Linked DNA regions of Muntiacus reevesi: region 2 is linked to region 1. The links are chromatin contacts, called in public Hi-C maps. All regions are on one chromosome and are shown on one strand. Each heading gives the region's core, a stretch centred on a gene start, on an enhancer-like site or on the middle of the called end of the contact. The rest is flanking DNA. Distances are from core to core; before and after follow the strand shown. Region 1 holds the start of ACYP2 (acylphosphatase 2). Region 2 holds the start of PSME4 (proteasome activator subunit 4).

Region 1 (6,665 bases), core at 902-3,401:
AAGCCAGACTTCAACAGTATGTAAACCGTAAACTTCCAGATATTCAAGTTGGATTTAGAAAAGGCAGAGGAACCAGAGATCAAATTGCCAACATCCATTGGATCATCAAAAAAGCAGGAAAGTTCCAGAAAAACATCTACTTCTGCCTTATTGACTATGCCAAAGCCTTTGACTGTGTGGATCACAACAAAATGTGGAAAATTCTTGAAAGAGATGGGAATACCATCGCCTGAGAAATTTGTATGCAGGTCAAGAAGCAACAGTTAGAACTGGGCACAGTTAGAACTGGGGACAACAGACTAGTTCCAAATTGGGAAAGAAGTACATCAAGGTTGTATATTGTCACTCTGCTTATTTAACTTATATGCAGAGTACATCATGCAAAATGCTGGACTGGATGAAGCACAAACTGGAATCAAGATTGCCAGGAGAAATATCAATAACCTCAGATATGCAGATGACACCACCCTTATGGCAGAAAGTGAAGAAGAATTAAAGAGCCTCTTGATGAAAGTGAAAAAGGAGAGTGAAAAAGTTGACTTTAAACTCAACATTCAGAAAATGAAGATCATGGCATCCTGTCCCATTACTTCATGGCAAATGTATGGAAACAGTGAGAGACTTTATTTTGGGGGGGCTCCAAAATCACTGCAGATGGTGACCTCAGTCATGAAATTAAAAGACACTTGCTCTTTGGAAGAAAAGCTATGACCAACCTACACAGCATAATAAAAAGCAGAGACATTACTTTGTCAACAAAGCTAGTCTAGTCAAAGCTATGGTTTTCCAGTAGTCATGTACAGATGTGAGAGTTGGACTATAAAGAAAGCTGAGCCTGGAAGAATAGATGCTTTTGAACTGTGGTGTTGGAGAAGACTCTTGAGAGTCCCTTGGCCTGCAAGGAGATTCAACCAATCCATCCTAAAGGAAATCAGTCCCGAATATTCATTGGAAGGACTGATGCTGAAGCTGAAACTCCAATACTTTGGCCACCTGATGGAAAGAACTGACTCATTTGAAAAGACTCTGACGCTGGGAAGGACTGAAGGCAGGAGGAGAGGGATATGACAGAGGATGAGATGGTTGGATGGCATCATCAGCTCTATGGACATGAGTTTGAGCATGCTCCAGGAGTTGGTGATAGACAGGGAAGTCTGGCAAGCTGCAGGCCATGGAGTCCCAAGAAGTCCAAAACCGCTCAGTGACTGAACTGAACACTTTCTGTTTTGAACCAATGATGGCAAATATTAAATCACCACCATATTTATATTCCACTGGATAAATTTCAGTGATTTTTAACATTTTAATTTAGAAATAATGGTAGTTACTATAAGCCAGACATTACATCCTTTGCAACGATTTAAACTTATGACGGAACAAAAAGAAGATAACAACTTAATAATTCCTTTAGGAGCTACACGGGCAAAAGTATTATCATCCTACAAAATGAAGCCTCCAACACCATCTAGGAGTCTATTCTGAAACAAGTCAACCACAGTAGTTTCAGTGGGAAGTAACGGGGATCACTAGTTCAAGGACCCTCCTGTTTTCCTCCCCCACTTCGGTTTGCCTTCTTGATCCGGTCCCTTGCACCCGCTTAGGTGGCCCACTCCCCGCGCCCGGCTGTTCCTCCGTCTCCCAGCCTTTCTCCCTGAGGAGTCTCCGCTCTCCTCCCCGCCCTCCCCAGCTCTCCTGCGCATGCGCCCTTGGTCTCCTTCCCGCCCGCTCTTGCTGTGTCATGGCTGGGCGGAAGTCCCAGCCTCAACAGGGCAGGGGCTCCTAAGGATGGGCTGTCCTTGTCGCAGCTTTCTATTCTTCCTCCCCCAACACCTCTTTGACCTCCCGCTGTAGGGCGGTCCCCTACCCTGCACTCTCCCGAACACTTCGTAGTCCACGGATTTGAGTGGCCGGGCGGTAGACATGGCGGCGGCGAGCCCTCTGCCGAGGAGCCGGAGCGGGGTTCGGGGCGCGGTGACTCCGGCGGCCGCGAGAGGGAGGGGGCACATGGGACCGCTTGGCGCACCCCGCGTCTGACACCGGCCCGGGACGCGACGCGCCGGGGTCACGCGTTGGGAGGTGGCAAATGAGACGGCGGGGACTGGGAGCGAGGGCAGCTCGGGATGCCTGGAAGGCAGAGGCCGCTGGGCCCGCGGCGGCCGGAGGGCTCCTTTCCCCGCCCGTCCCTCCTCGGGGAACTGGACTCGCTTCCCAGGAGGGATGCCCGCTCCGCGGCCCTGCGACTTAATGGACCGCGGCGCTCCGTCCTCTGTGTCTGTAAACAAAAGCCGGAGGTTCGGCCCAGACGTGGGTAGTTTGGTACCCTAAAATGATTGCTTCCGAAATGAAAGATCTGCTAGCCCAGTAATTCAGAGTACTTGGTTAGTAAATTTTTATTAAACGTTTAGGTAACTGCCACATCTAGGGAGTGATTTTGAGCCGTTCTTACGGTGGCGACAGCATCTGCTTCTCTATTAAGTCAGGAAGGCTTTGGGCCTGAATCCATATTCGAAATGGATTCTGATATATTCTAGGACAAGAAACCTTAAAAATTTAAACGCGTTAAACAAAAAAATCTTGTCTGCTGTTAACGGATATAGCTTTTTTAAGGTCTTTGTTCAGCAATACCCCCAATTGCCTAGAAGGTTAAAGCAGTTATATACTTTAGAAAATTTTACTTCCTCGTGAGACTGTTATGTCTTAAAGCAACCCACCACTACACAGAATGTGGATGCAGCTATTGATAATCTGCTGTCTTCTAGAATTACAAATCCTTTTACTTTTGAGAATTTGCCTTTTCAACATATTTATTGGTTTCAATACTTTGAATCTGGCCACAAAGTTAAAACAATCTTTTGCAATCTGATTCAACATTATGTGCTAATTCTGTTAGTACCCCCCAATTGATCTAAAACTTGGTTAGAACGTGGTTAAACCATTTTAAATATATTCTGGGGGTGCTAATCCAGTTAATTTTATGTAATGAAGATCATGGTTTATTGCAGAGTCCTCATAACTTATTCTTCCTCTCATCTCCCTTTCAGTTAATTCTATGCAGATCCTAGAATCAGTGTAGGTCTCATGTCATTCTTTTCAGTAACATATCTTCAACGTCTCTACAGTGCATTCCAAATAAAACCATCCCATTCAGTGGACATGAATTTGAGCAAACCCAGGAGAGAGTGAAGGACAGAGGAGCCTGGTGTTCTACAGTTCATGGGTTCGCAAAAAAGTCAGAGACGACTTAGCGACTGACCAACTTCAGCATCCACTAATCTCTTATTACCTGCTTCTACCCATCCTGTAGGTTTTATTGCTGTTTAGTCGCTAAGTCATGTCGGACTCTTTTGCAACCACATGGACTGTAGCCCGCCAGTCTCCTTAGTCAATAGGATTTCCCAGGCAAGAATACTGGAATGGGTTGCCATTTCCTTCTCCAGGGCAATCTTCCTGACTCAGGGATGGAACCCACCTTTACTGCCTTGCGGGCTGATTCTTTAATCCTGCAGGTTATAGGTAGCCTATTTTAAGGACACTGGGATTACTCTGCTGTCTGAACACACCCTGACTTTTGAAAAAACAAAAAACCTTTGCTCTTGGATCTACTTTATCTAGAATACCTACTCTAGTTCCCAAATCTTCCCCTAGCCTGTTCAGTGGCCTATGCAAGTACTTACTGATTTCATCCTAATTATTTGCTATCTTCCACACTAGTACTGTGCATTCTAAGAAGTAAGATCTCAAACTGGGTCCTATTCCTATTACTGATTTTGTCACTGACTGGAAAGGTGGGCATTTCCCTTTTCTTAATCTTTGGCTTTTCTCCATGTTTATCCCAAAGTACCCTTCCCTGCCAATTATTTCATAGCTGTATTGTAATTTTAGAAGTGCAGTGGGAACAACTGACATTTGCTTAACTAAAAAATTGACTTTGTCTGCCAACAGCTGAACATTAGTAAACAGAAATTATGTACCATTTCAGCATGGATTGCCAATGATGTGTGATTCTAAGAATAAAAATTTTAAGCAAATGTTGCTAATGCTTAAGCTAACTTTAAACAATAAAACATTTGTGCATAATTAGAAAAAATTTTAAAAATAGGAGGAAAAAAATCCATAACCCTAACACAACTTTTATTATTTTTGTATATTCTCTTATATTTGTGTTTTAAGTAGTTAAAATCATAGTATAAATTCAACTTTTATTCTTCCTTTAATATTTTAGTAATTTCATGATATTCTATTAAGTAGGCATAACCATCTACTAAGTGCCTGTTGTTACATACTTTGCCTCTTAATTTTTCACTACCTAAAAAATACTGTGAAGGAAATATTCCTGCACACAACTTTTCCCCCCATATTTAAAAATTATCTAGGGTAAAATTTAAAATACCAATTCAAAAGGTGCAAGCATGTATTATCCCTAATGCACATTACCAAATCATTTTTCAAAGGGCTGTACTAACTGAAACGTATCATTGCCAACACTGTGTAAGTATATGATTATTTGGCTTCTGATACAAACAAATGTAAGCAAGCTCTTCACATACATGATTAAATTAGGTAAAAAGTTTTAATTTTGCAACCTGAGCAACAGCTTTGGAATAACTAGGCTTTGTGTTACTCCCAGTTCAATTGAAAACTTGATCATAGCCTTCCCTTCTTGAACCCTTTAATTTGTGTGTGATGTAGGATCACGTTTAACATAAAACATAGAAAAGGAAACTCTTGCTTGTGTGATACAGCTGTAAAAAATGAGCAGATCCCAGAACCTGTGAAACAGGAACAGACAATACAGTCTCTGGGTCCAAATGACATCTGAACTGAGAAGGTGTCACCTGTAAATGACTATAATTTGTCAGAATGGTCAGTTGAGAGTGATTCCTAGAGTGATTTCTCAGAAATTTGGTATTGAGATATAACTGATGTCAGGGACGATGAAAATTTCTTTATCCATGCAGACCCTAGAATCAACATAGGTCTCATGTCATTCTTTTCAGTGATGTATGTCAAACGTCTCTACAGTGCATTCCAAATAAAACTAACTGACTCAATGGACATGAATTTGAGCAAACTCCTGGAGAGAGTGGAGGACAGAGGAGCCTGAAATGTTTTTGTAATTTTCCAGTAGTCGTCATGTATGGATGTGAGAATTGGACTATGAAGAAAGCTTAGCACCAAAGAATTGATGCTAAATATTCATTGGCAGTCCTAAATATTCATTGGCAGGACTGATGCTGAAGCTGAAACTCCAATACTTTGGCCACCTGATGCGAAGAACTGACTCATTTGAAAACACCCTCATGCTGGGAAAGATTGAAGGTGAGAGGAGAAGGAGATGACAGAGGATGAGATGACTGGATGGCATTATCGACTCAGTGGACATGAATTGAGGCAGGTCAGGTAGTCTGGTATTCCCATCTCTTGAAGAATTTTCCACAGTTTGTTGTGATCCCACAGTCAAAGGCTTTGGCATAGTCAATAAAGCAGAAGTAGATGTTTTTCTGGAACTCTCTTGCTTTTTCAATGATCCAACGGATGTTGGCAATTTGATTTCTCATTCCTCTGCCTTTCCTAAATCCAGCTTGATCATCTGGAAGTTCACAGTTCACATACTGTTTAAGCCAGGCTTGGAGAATTTTGAACATTACTTTGCCAGCATGTGAGATGAGTGCAATTGTGTGGTAGTTTGAGCATTCTTTGGCATTGCCTTTCTTTGGGATTGGAATGAAAATTGACCTTTTCCAGTCCTGTGGCCACTGCTGAGTTTTCCAAATTTGCTGGCATTTGAGTGCAGCACTTTCACAGCATCATCTTTTAAGATTGGAAATAGCTCAATTGGAATTCCATCACCTCTACTAGCTTTGTTCGTAGTGATGCTTCCTAAGGCCCGTTTGACCTCGCATTCTAGGATGTCTGGCTCCAGGTGAGTAATCACACCATCGTGATTATCTGGGTCATGAAGATTTTTTTGTATAGTTCTGTGTATTCCTGCCACCTCTTCTTAATATCTTCTGCTTCTGTTAGGTCCCTACCATTTCTGTCCCTTATTGTACCCATCCTTGCATGAAATGTTCCCTTGGTATCTCCAATTTTCCTGAAGAGTTCTCTAGTCTTTCTCATTCTATTGTTTTCCTCTATTTCTTTGCATTGACCACTGAGAAAGGCTTTCTCCTCTCTCATCGCTATTCTTTGGAACTCTGCATTCAGATAGATATGTCTTTCCTTTTCTTCTTTGCCTTTCATTTCTCTTCTTTTCACAGCTATTTGTAAGGCCTCCTCAGACAGCCATTTTGAATTTTTTCATTTCTTTTTCTTGGGGATGGTCTTGCTCCCTGTCTCCTGTACAATATCATGAACCTCCATCCATAGTTCTTCAGGCACTCTATTTGTCAGATCTAATCCCTTGAATCTATTTCTCACTTCCACTGTATAATCATAAGGGATTTGATTTAGGTCATATCTGAATGGTCTAGTGGTTTTCCCTACTTTCTTCAATTTCAGTCTGAATTTGGCAATAAGGAGTTCATGATCTGAGCCACAGTCAGCTCCCGATCTTGTTTTTGCTGCCTGTATAGAGCTTCTTCATCTTTGGCTGCAAAGAATATAATCAATCTGATTTCAGTATTGACCATCTGGTGATGTCCATGTGTAGAGTTTTCTCCTGT
Region 2 (6,266 bases), core at 2,758-5,257, 140 kb after region 1:
AATTCATTCTGTTAGCTGTGATTCCCTTCTTATTAAGAGTTGAGCTCTAAATATACTCTAGTTTAATTGATAAAATGGGTACTATGGCTGGATGAGAGGGTTTTTGGTTGAAAAATTCAAAACTTAAAAATCATATAGGAACCCCCTCATTTCCCAGATCCAATAATCTTGTGACTTTAATAACTGTTGCACAACACGAGTTTAGATAATTGGTTAGAGTGTTTCTAATAGCATTCAAATATTTCTAAATATTATGCTCTGAAAACAGAGATTCATCTATTAATACCTGTCAAAATATCCCTGCCCCCGGTTCCAAATACATCATATACAGAAAAAACCAAGGCGGGAGAAGGCATGGAACTAACGAACTGTCATTTTTGTTCACTAATAAGTGGCTGATCATGTAGTGGGCCAGCAAGTACATCCATGTCATAAATATCTGATGATAATTATCCCTGCCAAATCCTCCAGCTTGAGGGGAAGCCTCTCTCTTTAGAATGTTTTTCATGAAGGGCTACTGTACTTTCAAGGTTTTCCAAGAAAAGTGATCACAGTCTGTTTCCTAGAGGAGTCTGATAAGAAGTCAAGAGTCTCCCTCTGTGGAAGGTCTGACTGAAAGCATACTGAATTGTTATCCTTTGGCAGAGTATCCTGAGCTCTATGAGATAAAAAATGCTTGGGAGTTGGTCTGAGAAGAGAAAATTAACTCCAGACTTTGCATACCATCTCTAATGATGAGTAGCCTTGGTCTTCTGGAGAAACTTAAGGTCTCTTACCTTTCTCACCTGAAGGAGTCTGAATGGTGTTTTCTAGTAAACTTCACATAGGATAACAGGGACTCCATCTTTTTTGCTCCAATAATTCTTTTGATTTTTCCAGTTCAGATATCCATTCCAAGGGAAACTGAGATCACCTGGAACTGCTGTTTCACCTCTTCTCTCTTCTTAGACTTCAACCAATTTAGATGCTAACCATTCTCTTTCAAATATTCTCAACTCCAAGATGTCTGCTTATTCAATGAGATAAAGAGGATAAAGCACAAGCTGAGGGAAGTGCTCAAGAAATGATAGCTAAAACCACTACCATCACTACTGCTAACATATACAACCTCTTGCTTGTCATTCGATCATATCAGCCTGTACAGCATATAATCTTGGGCTGTTAAACATTATTGGAGAAATAACAGGTCACTAATAGAGTCACTAGGTTGTGCAGTCAGGTAATGGTAAATTCATGCTTCCAGCCTTAACTGCCAAGCAATTGTTTCTTTAGTCAATTTTCTGAATTCTAAGATGACTCTAAACCCCTCTTCCCATCTCCTCAAACCTCCTATCCGCCACTTCCTCCCATCACTGTCATTCTCTTGCTTCACCAAAAATAAAGAGAAACCACCAGAAAGACCCCCAACCTCCAGGCACCAAATTTGCAAACCCCTCTGCTTTGGCACCTGTTTTCCCCCTGCTCTCCTCCTCTAACAGAAGGAGAGGATGGTTTACTGCTAAAGGCCAGTGACTTCATGCTCTGTCCCACTCTCTGCATCTTCACCCACATATTTTCAATCTCTCTCTCCACTGGTGCCTTCTCGTCAGTATTTCAAAACAGTCCACTTTCAAAAATTCTTTTCATTCCAGCTACCTTCTTATCTTTCTCGTGTTCTTCCCACCCAAACTATCAAAAAATGTTGTCCACCTTGGCTGTCTCTATTTACTTCCCATTCATCCTTTATCACTGCTATCTGTTTTCCATTCCTAGACTCCACTGAAACTGTTCTTATCTGTTTTATCAATAACTCCAATAAGCCATTCTCTGATCTCATTTCATTTTACCTCCCAGCTACCTTTGCTATTATTAACAAATTCCTTTATCTGAAACAGTTTTTTAAAAAGCTCACTTTCCTACAACACCTACCTCTTAGACTGTTTCTTGTGAGTATTCTTTGTAGTCTCTCTCCTCTATCCATCTCTAAACATGGAGTTCCTTAGACTGTGGTCAAGGGCTCTATTCTATTCATTCTATTAAACTAATTAAACAAGGAGGCCATTAGACCAAGGTGTCTCTAATGCCTTGGTGGGCTATGTAAGCAAACCAAAGCCTAAGTGTGTAAATGCCTCAAGATTATGAAATCTAAGCACTAAAGACAACAATCAAAGATAGCTAACTAGGCTTTCAGTTGTAGCCAATCATATAATTTCCTACCTTTGCTTCTACAATTTATAGGTCATTCCCTGGCTTCCGTCCCTGGTGTTGCCCAATTCCAATCAATTTTTGCTCACGTAAACTCTTAAAATTTTTACTGTGCCTCCATTTATCTTTTAACAGTACTCTATATCTCATGCCCTCCAATTCACCTATATGCTATATCCCCTTTTAGATGACCCTCCTGATCCATACATGAAAATATTTTTCCATTCCTTAGGCATTCTGCCTCCATTGCTGTTTCTGCTGTGCTTTTATCTGTTTCCCAAGCCAAAAATCTGACACCATCCTGACTTTTTCCCAGTTTCACTCTTCACATCTAATCACCTACCAAACTCAAGCCATTCTTGCTGAAATAGCTCTTGAATCATTTCAACCAACATGCAGCCCACCATTATGTCACATCTCCTTAAGGGATCTGCCAGTTTCCAACCCTGTCTGTTCTAATCCATCTCCACACAAAATCAGAGTGATTCTTCAGAAATGTAAATTATACCATGCCACTTTTATGCTTAAAATTTTTCAGCTTCTTGTTGCCTTTAAGATAAAGTTCTATAAACTCCTTAGCATGTCCTTCGAAGTCTCATTCTTCACTCCCCTCTCTGCAAGCAATCTTTATTCTGAACTTTGAATTCCTAGAATGCAAGGTTGCAGTCTGAGCTGCTTCCTCAGCTCTTAAAAAAAAAAAAAATTGCTTATTTAATTAAACGGTAATTGCTTTGCATGATTGTGTTCGTTTCTGCCAAACATCAACATGAATCAGCCACAGGTATATGTCCCTTCCCTCTTGAACGCTGTTTTTTCTTCTAACAAATTTTGCACTCAATCCTTAAGCTCAACTTGAGGTATCATTTCTATAAACTACCTGACACCCCGTTCTGTCTGAAATCCTCTTCAGATATTCTCAAGACATCCTTTACTTATCTAGCAATTAAGGGCAGTACTGTTTTGTAATTGGTTACTCCTTAGTCAACAGTTCCGCATTACCGTAAAGTACTTGGAAGGCAGAAACCAGGTGTTCTGAAACTTTGCATCTCAAGGGCCTAAAAGGAGTGTTTGACACACAGTAGTAGGTCAATTAATGTTTTTGAATATTTATTGAATTCCTTTTTCTGAAACGAGGGCGGCCAAAAGAACGCCAGAAAGACGAGAGTTTAGAGGGGACAGGGTAAAAAACCTACAAGCAACAAGTGGGATGGACGGAGTACCTAGGTTTTTCCATAAACGGCGTCGCCGTTTTTTCCAACTACGTCGTCGCTTTGCCTCGACCGAGGCCACGGCGACTACAAGCTCGCGAGGCAGCCGCAGGGAGGGCGCGCGACCCCACGCAAGGAAGGACAATAGCTTGGAACTTGGCCTCGTGTTTCCGGTGGGACAGCCTCGCGCTCAGCCGGTGAGACCTGGGGGTGGGGGCTCCGAGCCCGGCCCACGGCGAGGAAGGCGCGGCACCCAGGGTTCCCGCCGCCGCCGCCGCCGCCGTAGGTGTCGCCACCGCCTCCTCCCACCTCTCCGTCGCCCCGCCCCGCCCCGCTCCGCCCCGGAAGTGACCTGAGGCCCATCCGGAAACTCCGGGCCGGGCGGTGCAGCGTCACCAGCCGAGCCGGTGCGGGGCGGGCGGAGCGGCCGCTGCAGCCGCCAACGAACCCGGGACCGCGCGGGGACAGCAGCGCGCCGGCCAGGGGAGGGGGCCCAGCGATCGGGCCGAGGGCGAGGGGCCGCCGGCGGCCGCAGGGCGACGACGACGCGGAGGAGGCGGAGCCCGGAGAGGGGTGGGGGCCGGGGAGGGATAGGGTGGGAGGGGGTTAGGGGGCTGTTCCTGGTCTCATGGAGCCGGCCGAACGGGCGGGCGTCAGGGATCCCCTGGAGCCGGGCGGGCCCCTGGGTCCGGACCGCCAAGGCTTCGTCCCGCAGAAGGAGATCGTCTACAACAAGCTGCTGCCCTATGCCGAGCGGCTGGACGCCGAGTCCGACTTGCAGCTGGCCCAGATCAAAAGCAACCTGGGCCGGGCGGTGCAGCTCCAAGAGCTGTGGCCTGGGGGCCTCTTCTGGACCAGGAAACTCTCCACGTAAGTGTGCCAGGGCTTGCAGGATGGCCGGAGGCAAAGACTCGGTGTGAGGGTGTCCGCGGTCTGGGGGAGGCTCTTTGTCCGCAGCGGACCGCTGGACTGCCCCCGACTCTGCCCCGGTTCGGGCGGATCGTTTCGGTGCAGTATGCCCCAGGGTCGCGACTCGAGCCTCCATGCCACTTTCCCACGGGATCTCCCCGGTTCTCACCAGCCCGCTACGTCCTTCGCAGGTGCTTCTCCTCGAGGTTTCGGGTTGCTGTCTTCGGATATTCGGGGCCCCAGGGAGCCGGAAGGGCACTGGACCCCCCAGGGAAAGAGATGAGCGGTCCCCCTGGGGTCCTTCTTGGACCTTTGCCGGTGACGGGAGGGAGCAGAGAGGATTCGAGCGAACAACTTTTGACTTTTCCTGGTGTTGCCTCCGGTTCTTTCTCCCCCTACGGTTCCCTGCGTCTTCCTGTCTCTTAATTCGTGTCTGATAACTTTCTGAATGGGAAGGAGGCCGTAGGGAACTTGTAGGTTCTGCTTTTGGGGGCCTTCTCAGGCTTTGCGGGTTTACTTGAAAAGATTGATTTAAAATCAGCCTTCAGCGCGTTCTTGGGCTGTGTATCAGACGTTGATGTTGAGAATGCCGAGTCTGAGAACCTCGGGAAAAGTGTGTGTTACTCCTGTGTGAATGTGCGATACTAAGGAAAATAGAGGAGAGAGCTGTCAGGTTGTCCTGGGCGTGATTAGTATCGGGCTTGTGTTAGTTTATGAGCTGTTCAGATGAATATAGATTACTTAAATCAGTTTCGGTTCTATTCTTTGTTACTTTTTAGCGGGGGGCGCATAACCTGTCTGTAAACAAAGTAAAATACAATTGGGGGAAAGGTTAGAGACTTTATTTGTTAGGTGGGCATCTTCACTGTGTCAGAAGAACTTTTTTAAAAGAGAATTTTGCTGTATCTTGTTTGATTAAGTGTACATAAAATCCGGTAATACTGTATGTTCACGCTTGTGGGTATGGATGGGTGAACATACAAGACATAAGTCAGTTATCCAGTGTTTACCCAAATCTGCTGAGTGAACTGGGTGATGACTCAGGGTTTTGTAATGCAATAGTCTTCTCTACATTTCCTCACAGGATGATTCTTATCTGCCAATTATTAAGGAGCCTCTGACAAATTTCTCATTCCTAAATGGCTGTGGTGGTGGGAATAATTACTTTGTAAATTAAGGAGTAAAACTAAAACAGTTAGTTTGCCCTTTTCAAAGAGTGACCATAAAATGTCAAGGTTAACAACTCTTCTCTTGATTAGAGTGTAAAGAAGTTTGTGGCATGGAGAAGAACCACTTTTAGTCACAGCAAAAGAATGTTTTATAAATGATTAAAAGTCACAGTTTTTAAAAGCTTCCTAGGTATTTTTGTTACTTGGGTACTGTAAAAATAAAGTTATTTTGTTCCAGTAATTCCTCATTTTAATCACTTAGATTAAGGAGAATAACCATTTTGTGAGACACAAACAGCTCCTTTTAGAATCAGGATGTATAAATAGATCAGTGTGTGAATTTGTATCAGGTTTGGATATATTGAGAATCTACACAGGCATAGTTAAGCACTTTCTTCTGATATTTTTATTGTTACTGAGCTTGGCAAATTAACACCAGGATATTTATTGTTTTGGGCTTATTAGGTATCTTTACCTGGAAAGGGCTAAAAATACAGTGGAGAACAGTCCTTGGTGTTTAGGGCAAGATTACAATTAAATGGCTTAATAATCTGCAAACCTCAAACCATTTATCTCTTAATTAACCAGGAAGAAGTGCTATTAGAATTTTATTTTGGAACATTGTTTAAATTCTGTAAGCTGATTCTTGGGATCGCGCTATGACATTTTGAACTTGGTGGGACATGTTGTAATCTTGGGTGTATTTTTTTCTCCTAAGTCATGTTAAGGTGACCTGCTTATAGTTGTGCTTGTTTTTTAAGCCTTGCGTGTGTTGCACAAGTTTACATCTACATGA

Evidence for each region. A called contact is a pair of places that touch in the nucleus more often than the background predicts.
Region 2: a contact with region 1 is called in a Hi-C map of muscle, with 3 times the contacts expected there. The contact joins the promoter of PSME4 here to the promoter of ACYP2 in region 1. A contact is called at or near these places in 2 of 3 Hi-C or Micro-C datasets (blood and muscle).

Annotation. Positions count from the first base shown.
Region 1 is chr3:66,613,850-66,620,514 of mMunRee1.1, forward strand. It overlaps ACYP2 (acylphosphatase 2), which reads right to left and starts at 2,152. Exons shown (of 4, transcript XM_065929295.1): 1 at 1,865-2,152. The coding sequence starts at 2,006.
Region 2 is chr3:66,752,624-66,758,889 of mMunRee1.1, forward strand. PSME4 (proteasome activator subunit 4) reads left to right here and starts at 4,008. Exons shown (of 46, transcript XM_065929294.1): 1 at 4,008-4,262. The coding sequence starts at 4,021.